2 separate regions of the Pan troglodytes genome follow, and region 2 is linked to region 1. A link is a contact called in public Hi-C data. All regions are on one chromosome and are shown on one strand. Each heading gives the region's core, a stretch centred on a gene start, on an enhancer-like site or on the middle of the called end of the contact. The rest is flanking DNA. Distances are from core to core; before and after follow the strand shown. Region 1 holds the start of DAAM1 (dishevelled associated activator of morphogenesis 1). Region 2 overlaps DAAM1 (dishevelled associated activator of morphogenesis 1).

The links. Hi-C and Micro-C count contacts between places; a contact is called where the count stands out from the background.
Region 2: a Hi-C map of stem cell-derived neural progenitor cells shows a contact between it and region 1, with 1.8 times the contacts expected there. The contact joins the enhancer-like site here to the promoter of DAAM1 in region 1. A contact is called at or near these places in 1 of 7 Hi-C or Micro-C datasets (stem cell-derived neural progenitor cells) and 1 of 1 datasets of contacts at active chromatin or transcription factors (stem cell-derived excitatory neurons).

What each region holds. Positions count from the first base shown.
Region 1 is chr15:57,185,819-57,188,569 of NHGRI_mPanTro3-v2.0_pri, forward strand. DAAM1 (dishevelled associated activator of morphogenesis 1) reads left to right here and starts at 1,378. Exons shown (of 24, transcript XR_010151139.1): 1 at 1,378-1,685.
Region 2 is chr15:57,341,414-57,344,164 of NHGRI_mPanTro3-v2.0_pri, forward strand. All of the region lies in intron 16 of DAAM1 (dishevelled associated activator of morphogenesis 1), which reads left to right. Among named protein-coding and RNA genes, the nearest start is that of GPR135, 120 kb to the right of the region's middle. Within about 2 kb of position 1,333, at least 6 of the 24 cell types and tissues checked have an H3K27ac peak or open chromatin away from gene starts, as enhancers often do. A contact at or near this core is called in stem cell-derived neural progenitor cells, where this site is marked.

The DNA of each region.
Region 1 (2,751 bases), core at 128-2,627:
GAAGTAGCTGAGGACAGAAGAGCAACATTCAAAGCTATCTTCTTTCGGGGGAGAAAAGTGGGTCTTGTCTATAAAGAACAGGCTTGTTAAAAGAACATCAGAATTCATCGCTAAACATCTCTCTGAGCAAAACAAAGCATTTCCTCTCCCCTGAGATCCTCAACTAATTTCATAAATATTTTTTCACTTGAACCCAACTTAGTGTTGCAGAATGAAAGGAGAAAATAAATGATAAGAAGAGTTCCACCAACACTTCAGTAGGGAGTTGTCTGAAATCTTAATTGTGAACCTTTTTTTCACAAGATGCACAGTCTTCTAGAGATTTTGCTAGTGGAACGGGTGTGTGAGCTGATCATTATATGGAATTGAGACACATCAAATGCCATTAAAATTTACATTTACAACTCGAGTAACTAAATGCATTGATTCTTTTCATATTAATAGACACTTGGTATTCACTGAATAATGAAAAATGCCACGGAAAAAATTATGTATTAACAATACAACCTGCCTAAAGGGTCAGAATTCTGCTACACACCTTTTGCTTACCTTTAAATAAATATTTAGGTGTGTTAAGAGCAGGGCAATTCTTGAACGGCACGATGTTGTTTGGTTTAATGTCTTTATAAAAATATTTGAAAAGGTATGGAAAATGAGGTGAGAGTGTTGTGGATTTAAAAACATGTGTATACATAGATACACAATTATTAAAACTTTAGACAAGGACGTTTTCTTCCTGGGAGTGGAGAGCCACCAGGGCGGGAAGTCTGCTGCAGGGATGAACAAAAGCATGGCTGCACGATAGTATTATCTTTGCAGCAGCAGCAGGCGCCCTGACGGAGGGTTGCGGCGACTGTCTAGTCTATCACACCGCATTTCTGGTAGTGACAACCTCCGTTATTCTGTCAGCTCAGCCGACTAAGTGGTTCCCCGCGTTCTGCCTGGTCACCTTGTCTCCGTTAAACGGGAAGCAGAAAAGAGAAAGGTGAATTGAGGAGGTACAAGGAGATTCCTCCGCCTTGGGACCGGCGTCGCCCCATCCTCTGGAAGTGTTGAGCGGGGAGAATTCGAGGACCGTATTTAACCCAGAAAACAGTAAGCCCTCTGAATTAGCTGCTACGCCTGGGGAAGGCAGAAAAGTCTTAATCGTCCCTTCCCAGCAGGGACCAAGAAAGACCAGTTAGAGCGAGCCTGGCCGGACCACGCGAGCCCCGGACCTCTCCGATCCTTCAGAGCCCGCGCCGGGCAAAGTAGAGGTCAAGTCAACAGACACGACCGCAGGGCAGCCCTCCCACTCTCCCGTGCGGTCCGCAGCTCGGCTTCGGAACGACCACCGCTAACACTGCAAGGCTGTAAGGCTGGGAGGGGGCGGGTCCTGAAGGGGGCGGGAATAAGCGGCGGGGCAGAAGGGCCGAGGAGTGTGTCGGGAGATGTAGTTCCACGAGTCCCGACAGCAAAGCTGTCCCGGCTCCGCTAATAGATTGGGACTACTACTCCCAGGAGTCTGCGCGCCCGACCGGAGCGTCCATGCGCAGTGGGAGCCACTTTGTATCCTATCAGGCGAGGAGAGGGTGATGTCACCTGCGAGTTAGTAACCTACGAGCGGCTGTGAAGGAAACTGTTTAACCGGATCCCATTGTACCCAGAGTGCAGAGCCGCCTTTCCAGCATGCAGGGGCTGCTCAGGTAAGGGGGACGCTCCTCCTTGCCCGCCGCACTCATTCATTAAGTGGCACCGCTCAGTGGTGCGGGGGTGGGCGTGCTTCCGTGGGCTGGGCGCTGGGTTCGCGGCGCGCCCTCCTGCTGCCTCCCCGGAGCTCCCGGGCCAGTAGGTAAATATTAAACCCGTCCTTCAGGTTGGGTCTGGGTGGGAACGGGACCGAGACAGCTCTCGGCTGCCTAGCTGGGGGTGGGAAAATGGCTGCAGCGCAACGCAAACCGAGGCAGCAGGGAGGAAGACGCCCCCAAGGACTGGGGTCCCTCCCTTTCTTTCTAAGGCGCCCGGCTGGCCGGGGAGCTGGCGGGGTAACACTCGCCGCCTTGCTGAAGGCTCCCCGGGGCTGGGGCCGCGGGTACTGCAGCGGCGTCCGGGAGCTCCCGGCCCGGCGGCTCCGAGAGGGAGAACCCCGAGGCAGGCTTGGTGGACACGGCGGTGGCGACAGGGAAGGAGGGACTCGTGTACCCGTTCGCGTCCGAGCAGAGCCCCCAGTGCCCCTGGCACCCTCACTTCCAGCCCCATTCGAAAGGGACGGAGCGCCTGTAATTCAGACTAAGTTGGACCTAAATGTTTCAAAACAGAGAGAAGGGAAATCGGGCGTTGCGGAGGGAGAGCAGGGTGTTGGCGGCCGGGGAGGCTGCGCCGCCTGCGGACCCGGTTGTGAGGCACCGCAGAGGGCTCTTGCCGCCCGTCCCTCTCGGGAGGGCGCATCTCAGTCTCCACGGTCCCTTGGTGTAGAGCACCTGGGCTGGGGCGAAGCGCCTGCCCTGAAGCCCTGGGCCAGGAGGTGGTAGCGCGGGGGTGGAGGTGTCGGATAATCTAATGATTAGGCTCGCTGTGGGGCAGGAGGGCTGGATAATCGGGTTTACCCAGCTGGTTCTGAAAGCCAACTGCTTGTGATCGGCTTGCCCTCTGGAGACGTGCAGGAGGCCCAGAGCTCTCAGTCCTCTGGATGTTCTTTGCCTTTCCTAGTACCTTCATTTGTTCGTTTACTCATTCATCAAACCCTGCTAAGGTCTCAAGTTGTTCACGGCC
Region 2 (2,751 bases), core at 83-2,582, 160 kb after region 1:
TCATTCTTCCTTTTTTGTTGGCAATTTATTACTATGCACAAAAGGAGCTGGGGACATAAAAGGAGAAAGAAGTAGGAAAACGTGTTCAATACTTTTTCTCTTAGTCACCACTTTGGAGCATTTTTTTGCCCAGCACTGTGCTGAGTGCCATAGGACGTACCAAAAGTTAAGATAACGTTGCTGCCTTTGAAAGCACATGGCTAATTGGAGAAGAAAAATGACACCTGTGAGAAGATTTGTGCGCACTTCAGGGCTTACACTGGTCTGACTGAAGGACATGGAGCCCGGCCATGTAGGAGGGGCACCAGCAGGGCTTATTGTAGAAAGTAGGCCTCAAAGGCAAGGACTGTTATATGACAAGAGGAGGGGCCGGGAAGGTGGTGTCAAGGAGGCGTGCAGCAGCAATGATGTGGGAGGGACATAAGCACAGTTAGTAGAGAGCCCTGCAATCCCGGCAGAAAATTATCAATTGGATTGAATGAAACCAGGCAGGAGAGCCCGAAATTCAGGCATTGTGCATTTATAAGGGCATGAGTCAGCCCAGAATCACATCATAACCTCCTCATCTATAAAATGAAGATCATGAGGGTAGCAGCCCTGCAGCAGCAGGTGAGAATTCCTCCTAGGATGTGTGCAGCCCCGGGAAGGGTGCCTGCATGGGAGCTGCCCAGTCAGTGTCCTATTTATGTATCCATGGGATCAGAACTGGTGCCTTTTGTTCAGTAGGAGGACACTGTGTGTTTGTTTAATAAGGTTTTTTAGTTTGGTCTTTTGGTTTCGCAGGACAGGTTAGAAGGGGTTAACAGCTGGACCAGGGCAGCCATCAGATAAGGGCCTCTTTTGTCCAGGTGAGACCTGATGACTAACGACAGCCTGGAGAGAGATGAAGAAGCCCTTGAAGGCTGATTTTATGCTTGGGGACAATGAATAGGAATGTTTCTGTGTCAGCATTTCCTACCTTCTCACACTTACTATCTTTCTTTCCTGATTATTTCATTCCCAGAGACTGGTGAACTTCTCTATTTCTTATCTTGCTGTCTAGGATTTATTTCCTGGCAATGCCATCATTACACCAAAGTTCACCACAGTGAAAGCCTGTGGCGTATTCCATGGGCTGTATTTTAATGAACGCTTGTGTTCACAGTATTTAAGATTATATCTTAAAGGTCTTCTTCATATTTTACAAATGTCAGTGGACCTTTTGGTCAGGGGCACCTGCCACAGCTTTCTCTGGAGCCAAGCAGGCAGTTGGAAAGAGGCCAAGGCAGGGAGGAGGTGCCAGCACTCCCCATGCCTGAGTGAGTAGGATATTTGCAGCATGAGTGACCAAATCATTCAAAGCTCTCAGAAAGAGATGGCCTAAAAGGTGTGCATTTGAATGGGGAGCTCCAGGGCACCAGGGACCATACTTTTCATGGGAAGAGAGTAGAATGGGCACGTCTTAGAGACGTTCCTCAGGTCCTCAGGGAATAAGCAACTTTTCTACTGGTATGTGTGCATGGGTGACATGTAGCAATTTAAAATTTACTCTGTTTTATTCCCCAAAACAGACCTCGCTGCCAAAGGCCTGGGGGTGGCAGCGGGGGAGACAGAAACTTGGAAGCAGGTTTATATTGCAAAATGAACCCACCTAAAACACAATTTTATGAAGTGTTCTGCCGTTCTTTTTTTCCAGATGCTCACTTAGCACAGCAGCCTGGGTGTAGTAAACCACAAAAAGCTACTCTAAAGTAGGGGGATTTGGCCTAAATCCACTGAAGCAGAGCTAAGGCTGATCTAGCCATCCATCCTTAACTTATTTTAATTACGCCTGGATGTTCCAATTCTCTTGGCAAATTTTTGAAATACTTGAGTAGAGCAACCTGGAGTTTTGAATACTGTTTTAAGATGGCTGGTTTGTTTCCTGCCTTGTAAAGAAAGTTGGAGTAGATATCTCAAAAGTTGCCACCCTCTGGCACTTCAGAACACTGCCAAGCTTTAAAAGCAATTAATTACAGAGATTAGAGACTGATTCTGTGGATGACAGATGATACTAAGAACTCTGCAACCTATAGAACCATCCCTGAGGGCGGGGTACCTTTCTCCCCTTTCCCTTAAGGTAGGGTTTCTTTGATCCAACAGGACGCGTGCATAGCATTATGTTGACAGGTAGATTTTCTTAAGTGCTAGCCATTAAAGTCTCCAGTCTCTTTGTGGGCCACATTAAGAGAAACCAAAATTGTTTTGAATTAGAGCTAGTGTTTAGTCCAGACAGCCTCTGGGGGTTGAGGAGCATAAATATATACAATTTCAAAAGCAAGAAGTTCTGTGCTCCATATGGGGAGCTAATGAAATGCAAATCTGATACTTCAAGTATTGTTCTCGCTCTGATTTTCAACTCCTTTTCTTTTAAATGCAAAACAGAAGGACTCAGCAGAACTACACCATAAAATGGTTTCTTCAACTCGGTGTGAAAAGGACACAGAACTAATTTATTTTTTTTCTTACAAGCAGAGCTCTCCTCGTGATTATAGATGTTTTCACAGCCAGTTGGTTTTCATTAGTGGCAGTTTCAGCCCTCCCTATTGTTACTGTTCCTTGGCCTTGCATCGCCACACAATGGTGTTTGGACTTAAATTGACTCAAGGGCCTCTAGTGTCCTGGAGTCTAAGGCTACCCAGTTGAGGCCCTGATGCTGCGAGTCGGTTTTTCCCTGTTGTATACTTTACCCATGCCAACTTAGCTAAATTGTTCCATTTAAGTAGGGGGAAT